2 separate regions of the Sus scrofa genome follow, and region 1 is linked to region 2. The links are chromatin contacts, called in public Hi-C maps. All regions are on one chromosome and are shown on one strand. The core of a region is the stretch at or near the end of the contact, and the rest is flanking DNA. Distances in the headings are between cores, read along the strand shown. Region 1 holds the start of LOC100524239 (cytochrome b-c1 complex subunit 10). Region 2 holds the start of TCF3 (transcription factor E2-alpha).

Evidence for each region. A called contact is a pair of places that touch in the nucleus more often than the background predicts.
Region 1: a Hi-C map of skeletal muscle shows a contact between it and region 2, with 5 times the contacts expected there. The contact joins the promoter of LOC100524239 here to the promoter of TCF3 in region 2. A contact is called at or near these places in 3 of 5 promoter capture datasets (fetal liver, fetal skeletal muscle and liver), 12 of 47 Hi-C or Micro-C datasets (brain, embryonic fibroblasts, fetal heart ventricle and 7 more) and 2 of 2 datasets of contacts at active chromatin or transcription factors (alveolar macrophages and skeletal muscle).

What each region holds. Positions count from the first base shown.
Region 1 is chr2:76,901,665-76,905,366 of Sscrofa11.1, forward strand. It overlaps LOC100524239 (cytochrome b-c1 complex subunit 10), which reads left to right and starts at 1,555. Exons shown (of 3, transcript XM_003122996.3): 1 at 1,555-1,685. The coding sequence starts at 1,636. TCF3 (transcription factor E2-alpha) reads left to right here. Exons shown (of 21, transcript XM_021084225.1): 19 at 1-1,685.
Region 2 is chr2:76,857,820-76,861,755 of Sscrofa11.1, forward strand. It overlaps TCF3 (transcription factor E2-alpha), which reads left to right and starts at 1,260. Exons shown (of 21, transcript XM_021084225.1): 1 at 1,260-1,551; 2 at 3,488-3,625. The coding sequence starts at 3,554.

The DNA.
Region 1 (3,702 bases), core at 305-2,804, 44 kb after region 2:
ATCCTACAGGGAACCCCAGAGGCCTGGGCAGAGAGCCAGTGGTGTGCCAGGGTAGCCAACCATTCTGGCTTATCCTCCATCTCTTCTGGTCACATAACCCTGGTATTCTCTTTTGGGGATCCTCTCCCAATTTCAGTCCATGTTCTCATGTGAGAGGGGGTGATTCTGCCCTGTTTCCATAGCAGGCTAATGAGAACCAGCTTTGGGGCATTCTCTGTGATTATTTGGAAAGAGGTGCCATCTTCCTGCAAGGGTTGCTGGAATGTCAACCCAGAGTTTCTGGGTGCCTCTGCTCAGAGGGAGTTCACCAGAGAGTGAGAGCAACACAAAAGAGCTGAGAAATGGAGGGAAAGATTCATGATAGTGCTAGACTCCTGGATCCACCTGTGCCTGAAGCCATCCAACATGCCTTTAAACGTCCATCTTTTCTCTTAAGCCGACTTTTGTTCTTTATCACTTGAAAGGAAAAGTATTCTGCATCATGAGCTGAAGTGCATTAAGCAGAAGGAACAATGAGGCAGAGCTTCAGAAATTGCTGGATCCAGGACCTGCAGCGCCAAGGCCTCTACACCCACCTCTGCTCATCTTTTTGGGCTGGTATATTCTTCTGCCTCAAGATTTCTCTCTCTCTGTAATTTTCAGGGCACCCTCTATGTCCCACATGTTAAGGGTCCATCAAGGACAGAGGTTTATTCGGGTCCTCTCTGCCCCACCCCCCACCCCCGTGGCCAGGGGCAGGTGAGAACCTGCAGCCCCTGAAACTGCAGTCTTGGAGGGTGCCCAGGTGCTGATTCCAAAAGGACTGGAACGCGACGAAATGGGCAGACAAACCCAGAGTCCAGTCCTCATACCCAAGCCTGCATTCGACACTGGTGGTCCCAAAGGCGGTGACTGAAGAAGGCGAGCTTGGGGCGGCGGGAAGCAGGGTGAGGAGGAGCCGCCTGTCCGGGTCCCAGCAGCTAACAGGTGTCCTGAAGTGCTGACAATGCGAGGAGCCAGGCCTCCCTCTGCCGCCGGAGTGAGGAATCACTCCCAAACGAAACGTGCAAACAATTTACAACAGGGTCTCTTAGCAACAAACAACTCAGCGCGAGCAAACCGACGCTCGGAGGCTCGGGGTAGCACTGCTATCTGGCCAAGGTCCCGCTGACAGCAAGTCCAGTGAGAACGCCTAAATCCTCCAAAAGGGAGTTCAAAACGCCTCCTTTCCCCTCTGCGACACTCTTCCTCGTATGGCCTCGGTTTAACTGTTAATAAAGTTCTGGCATGTAGTAAGGACACAAACTCACCGGACAAATGTCGCGGGCCACGCTTAGTTGCTGGAGGCTGCTCAGCAGGAGTCACTCTGACCTGCGGAGCGGAGGGGCAGGGCCGGCGTCCTCGGGTCCCGCGGCAAGAAAGCCCCGCCCCCAGGCCCGCCCACTCCAGTGTGCGATCTTCAGACCCTCCCCGGAAGCGATTGCAAATGTCTTCCAAGTCTGAGCGCCCTGCAGCGGTGGGCTCCGGGTCTCGCGCAGTCAGCCCGCCCAGACGGGGCGGGGCTTCCTTGAGGGCCTGCGCGCAGCGGCGGTCGCGCCTGCGCAGTGCGTCCGAGCCGAGGGGGCCGGGGTCACCCTGAGCTAAGACTGCGCCGCAATGCTGAGCAGGTTCCTGGGTCCGCGCTACCGCGAGCTGGCCAGAAACTGGTAAGGACGCAGCTCGCCCTCGGACTTGGACCCCGTGTCCTGCCGGGTCCCAGATGGGGGAAACAGAGGCACGGAGCGGCGGCGCGGTGTGTTCTGAGCACACGTGCGTGGAGGGCCCCCGACCCCCTCTCCCTGGGGACCGTAATGCTGCCCACCCAGTCCGCGCCCAGCACCCCCGGTTCAGCTCTTGGGGCCTGGAAACTGACCATATACGCTCCTAACTTTGCTTTTGTTTGACGTTATGAAGCCGACAGCTGCACTTGTCAGAGGCGGGTAGTGTTGGGGTGACCCCACGTGGCAGCTAGGATGGGCGTGCCCACGACGTGGGGCGCTAGGAAACCGGCTTATACTCGGCAGTCGTGTCCCCGGCAAGGAGTTAGGGGTGGGGGCTGGCCCTGGATGGTGGATCTGGCAGGCATCTTCGGGTGGGCTTTACAAACGAAAAAGCCGTCCCTGGCGTCGAGTGGGACCTCCGGCAGCACCCGCAGCCCCTCCCGCAGGCGGCCCAGGCCCCCGGAACTGTCCATTCCTATCTGCCTGTGGTCAGAGCCGCGACACCTCTTCCAGAGTTTCTTTCCGTCGGCAGCCGGCAGCATTCTTGAGTGTATTCGCTTCTAGTCAGAGACACAGCTATAAACGGAACCTTCGTGTCTGACGTTCTAGTCCATGAACAAGAAAAAATAAACCGATGTGACCCACGGCCTGAGGCTGATGTAAAATGTTAAAGGGGGTGTAGTGCAACCCTGTCCCCCCCCTGCTGGCTTCCAGAGGCCAAGAAGCGGGATCCAGCCCCAGGAACCGTGGGGGTTGTGTCCCAGACTTTGTGCTCAGCAACTGAGGACCTCTGGACCCCACGTCTTCATGCGAGGAGGGGAAGGACAGGTCGTGAGGGTGTAAGGAAGTCCCACGAGGGGCTGTCAGCATCATCACCACCTCTCCATCTTTTGGTTCCTCTTAGAAGTCAGGTTCGTGGCCACTCCCTCCCTGTGCGTGGCAGGAATGAGAAGGGGTGGTGGCCTCCCTGAGGGAAGGCTTCTCTGACATTAAATCTCAGAGCTGTTGGGCTGTGGGAGGAGATTCCCCTTCTGTTCAGGACACCTGCCCCGTAGTCTGTTCCAAAGGCAGCGGTAACTTGTGACCTCTCCCAGGCTCAAAGCTGAGTATTATGGGCCTCAACCCCAAGAGCAGGGGTTGCTGCAGGTGGCTCGGGACTGTTGATCCCTCCACTCTCCACCCCAACACCCCCAAGCACATGGCTTAGGATGATCCAGTGAGGTGGTCACCCATGTACAAATTCTGGTCCTGCACAGGCCAGCGATGGAACCTGTAAGACTTCTCTATTGCTGTGTAACAAACAGCCCACCAAATCCGGCAGCTTTACAAACACTGATTATCAGTTTCTGTGGGTCAGGTATTCAGACACACCTGAGCCAGGTCCTCTGCTCAGGGTCTCATCTGAAGCCTTGCCTGGGGATCGCTTTCTAAGCTCACACATGTGTTGTGACCACATGGGCCCCTCTACAGGGCAGCTCACAAAGGGCCAGGAGCTCCCCCTAAAGGGAGTAAGAGGAGGCAGCAGACCTGGTTGGAGCCACAGTCTGTAACACAGGTATGGCCCACCCTCTGAGTTTTACTCGTTAGAGATGAGGGACAGGGTCTTACTCACACCCAAGGGGAAGGGCTGTACAAGGAAGGGTGTGAACAGTAGGAGGTGGGACTGTTGGCCCCATCCTGGATCCTGCCGGACATAAACGTGGTGTGGTAGTCCTGGAGCCCCTTGCCTCAGCTCTGTGCCTAGTAGGCTGTGTGTCTTAACAGAGTGATGTGCCCTCTCTGTGTCTGGTCTCCTCATCTGTAAGACAGTGCCCCTGACACTCACATATCCCTCAGTCCTATTCTGTCAGGGATGGAGCTGCTGTAAACTGCATTAACATCCCTGTGTGTACTTTAGCTATCCTTACCGTTACAAGCTCTGGCTCCTGCCTTTTTTAGAATGCCTCAAATAAAACCTTAAGCA
Region 2 (3,936 bases), core at 10-2,509:
AGGTAGGAATGAGCCAGGCAGATTCTAGAAGAGCAAGGAGGAGGCTGCTGTGTCAAGAGCCCATCCCTGGCCTGGAGGGGAGTGTAGCTTTCTCTCTGCGGACACAGGGGGCCATGACAGAGTGTGTTATTTTCATTTATAATAATTATTTCCAGGAGTTCCCGTTGTGGTGCAGCGGAAACAAATCCGAGGTTGCGGGTTCGATCCCTGGCCTTGCTCAGTGGGTTAAGGATCCGGCGTTGCGGTGAGCTGTGGTGTAGGTCACAGACTCAGCTTGGATCCTGCATTACTGTGGCTGTGGCGCAGGCTAGCGGCTACAGCTCTGATTAGACCCCTAGCCTGGGAACCTCCATATGCCATGGGAGCGGCCCTAGAAAAGGCAAAAAGAAAAAAAAATTATTTCCATCCTGTAGGGTCTGTGGTTTTCAAAAGCTGAAGAGCCTCTGGACGTGGGAGGGAACTGGGGATCTAAGTGACTCTCACAGACCAGTGAGAGTCAGAAGGTCTTAAGTCCTTGTCCAAACTCAGGCCAAGATCCCATTTTATCGACGAATAAACTGAGTCTCAGGCAGACAAAGGCAACCAGCAAGTCAGAGGCACAGAGTGGGTTCCACGGGGGGAATTTCTGACCCTGAAACAGAGCTGCATCAGTGACCCCACGGGAAAATAGGTCTGATTTATTCCTTCCAAGTCTGGAATGCCCGCTCGCAAGACCCAGCAGCAGGGGCCAGACCTAGGAACTCAGACACGACCAAGCCCAAAAGGCCGTGCGGCCGGCCATGCACACCTGAGAATAAAACTCCAAGCCCCACCTCCCCCATCGCTTCTCGCGGCCTCTCGCTCGGAGAGTCCCGCCTCCTTCTTTACCCGGACGCGCAGAGGGGAGGGCGGGGCGGGGCGGAGCCTGGTTGCGAACGGCCGGCATCCCCGCCAATCAGGCTTTCGCACCTTCCAATTGGCCTCGTCCGCTCGGCCTTCTCTTTCCATCGCTCGGTCCTTCCCGCTTGCGTCACGGCTATGCGGCCAATCCACGTGCGCCTCCGCTCTGGAAGATAGTCCCTGCCCCCACCTCATGCCGTTGGCCCACGATTCTTCGGATCGCCCGCTCCAGGCGCTGGGCTCCGCGGGCCCGCTGCCGCGTTCGGCGGGAGCGTGGGGCGGACGTGTGGCAGTGGGCGGCGTGCAAACCGCGGCGGAGGGATCCGCGGGCGGACGCGGGGCGGAGCTGATGAGGGGCGGGGCCTGTAGGGGGCGGGGCGCGGGTTGGGGGCGGAACATGTCTCCCGCCGCAGGAAGATGAGGCAGCGGCGGCGGCCGCGGGCGTAGCGGGCCGGACCGAGCCCAGCGACACGGCCGGCGGGCACCGCGGCCTCCGTTCGCGTCGCCTCCGCCAGTGCCCGGACCGCGGACGGTCCGCCGAGCGGATACGCGGGGAGCCGGGCTACGCGCCACCGCCCACGCGCGCCCCTCGGGGCCGCGACGCCCCTTTGTCCGGGGGGGCCGTTCATGTCGCCGCCCCCCGCGCGCTGCGGGCCGGGCCGCGCCGAGCAGGTGAGCGCGCCGGGACCCTCCGCCGCTCGGTGCCTGGCGGGCTGGGCCGCTCTGGGGTGCGGAGACTCCGAGCAGTGGCTGGCCGGGCGGGGGGCGGCGCGGCCGAAGTCATTGTTCTCCAACTTTGCGCGCCGGAGGGGGCAGGCGACGTGGAGGGCGCGCTCGGGCCCGCGCGCCCCCGCCAGTCGGCACTTGAGGAAAGTTTGCGGAGCCGGGCGGGGGCGCGGGGGGCGCCGCTGGGCTGCCCAACTTCGCGGCGGGGTAGCGGCGCGGGGCCCGCGGGCGCCCCCTCCCCCGGGGGCCCGGCCGGCGCCGGAGTTTGGAGGGGAGCGAGAGAGGGAGAAGGAGCGTCCTTTTGTCTGCGGGGAAGGTGCGCCGCGCCACTGCAGGCGGGGGCCGAAATCCTGGCCGGGGGCCGCATCTGCTCCGCGGTACGCGGGCACGGGCGGCGGCTGCTTCGGGGCGAGCAGCGCAGTGGCGGCGGCAGCGCCGCGAGCTTCAAAGGGCTCCCGGGCCGCGCCGCCCGCACCGGCTGCTGGGGGGGGGTAGGGTGGGGGTTGGTTTCCCGGGCCTCCTCCCACCCCTCCCCCCAGAGCGAGAAGTTCCTTGCCCCTCTTTCTCCCAAAGTGGTTTCGTACATCTTTTGAGTTCGCTTCGAGTCTCCAAAAGTCCTTGTGATACCCCAGAAGTGTCTCGGATCTCCTTGAAAAGCCTGTTTCAGTCTCCCCCACCCCAGGTCTGCCTTAAAATCGGTTTCAGCTACCCCACAAAAAAGTGCGGTTTCGTACTCCTCAAAAAAGTCAGTTTCACACGCCCTCCAAAGAAGAAAAAGCTTCGCGGAGGAGGGGGTGCTCTGGGGCATCCGTTTCACACCCGTCTCCAGTTGGCAAACAAAGCGGGGGTTTCTCCTTTTCTGATGTCGGGTCTTCCTCAACCTCGGAACCCCCTCTAACCCCTCGGTTTCTGCTTGCCGCTCCCGCCCCCTTCTGGGTCCCCGGGGAGAGAAGCTGGAGGGACTTCGCTGTCTGACTGTGGGACGGAGACCCTCATCGGGGTGTGGGACGGGGCTTGGCAGGTGGATCCCCCACCCCGTTCTAGAAAGGAGCCCTGGGGACCCTGTTGGGGAAACCCTGGTATTAGGACAACTCCCCCCCCCCCTTCCAGGGCCGGGAGGCAAGGAATGTTTTTAAAGTTGCTTAAAAATAATTCCCGGATACATGGTGACAATAAAACAACCTAGGGTGGCTTTTCTTCTTTCAGAGTTCAGTTGTTTTTTGTGGGAGGAGGAGGCGAAGTGTGGAGGGAAGCTGTGAGGGTAGGTCCTTGTGTTGGGCGGACCCCTCCTTTAGCCCTGGAGCGGGAAGGGGGATTTGCCTGCCGTCCTACTTGTGGATTTAATTCCCCTTGAATTTGGGGGTGCCTGGGTCTTCAACGTGCACTGACAGCTGCCGGGTGGGGGGGAGTCACCAAATTTCCCTTGGGGCGGGGCTGGGGTCGCCCCTCCCCCTTCCCAGGGGCGGGGCCAGTGGGAAGCCTGGGGGTGGTTGGAAATGAGAGAAGTGGCGGGGAAGAGGGGCGGGTTCTGCCCGAGCTGGGAAGGGACCACTCCGCCCCGCATCCAGTTTAAAATTTGCAACTTGATTCCCTGGTGGTCGCTGAGGGAGTTTCGGGAATCTGAACTCTGTGCGCTCCCCCACCCATTGTTCAAATTCCCCGAGGGCTCTGGGGAGGGGTCTCAAGGGGCCCAAATCCCCGAATCCTGGCCGCCTTGCCCCCACCCCCAGGGTCTGGAAGGGACTCGGCGTGGGAAGACCCAGAGCCTCAGAGCAGCTAGAGGGGCTCTTAGCTCCTCCACTCCCATCGGTCCGCCTCAGCCTTCGGCACTCATACCTCTTCTCTTCTCCTGCCCCTGCACCCGCCGTGGGTCACCACACAGGGCTGTCTCTAGGCCTGAGGAGCCCCTCCTGGCCCTTGGCCATCGGGCCCCCGTTGCTGCTGGAGAATGAACCAGCCGCAGAGGATGGCGCCCGTGGGCACGGACAAGGAGCTCAGTGACCTCCTGGACTTCAGCATGGTGAGTGGTCCCACCCTCCCTTCCCCCCCCTTATGCACGGCGCCCTACAGGCTCCCCAGGAAAAAAGCATCTGCCAAAAACACCCCCAGCATTTGGACCTCAAACTTGTTTGGGTGAAAGGGCCCCAGGTGGGGCTGGGGAAGTTGGGGTGCATGCCAAAGGATGGACTGGCACCCCTCATGGCAGGGAGCAGTGTCCAGAGGAACCTGTCACACAGCTCTTTGCCCAGCACAGACTGAGTCCAACCTGCCCTTTTACAGAGGGAGAAACAGGTCCAGAGTGAGGGAGGGGTCTGCCCAGGGCCTCTAGCT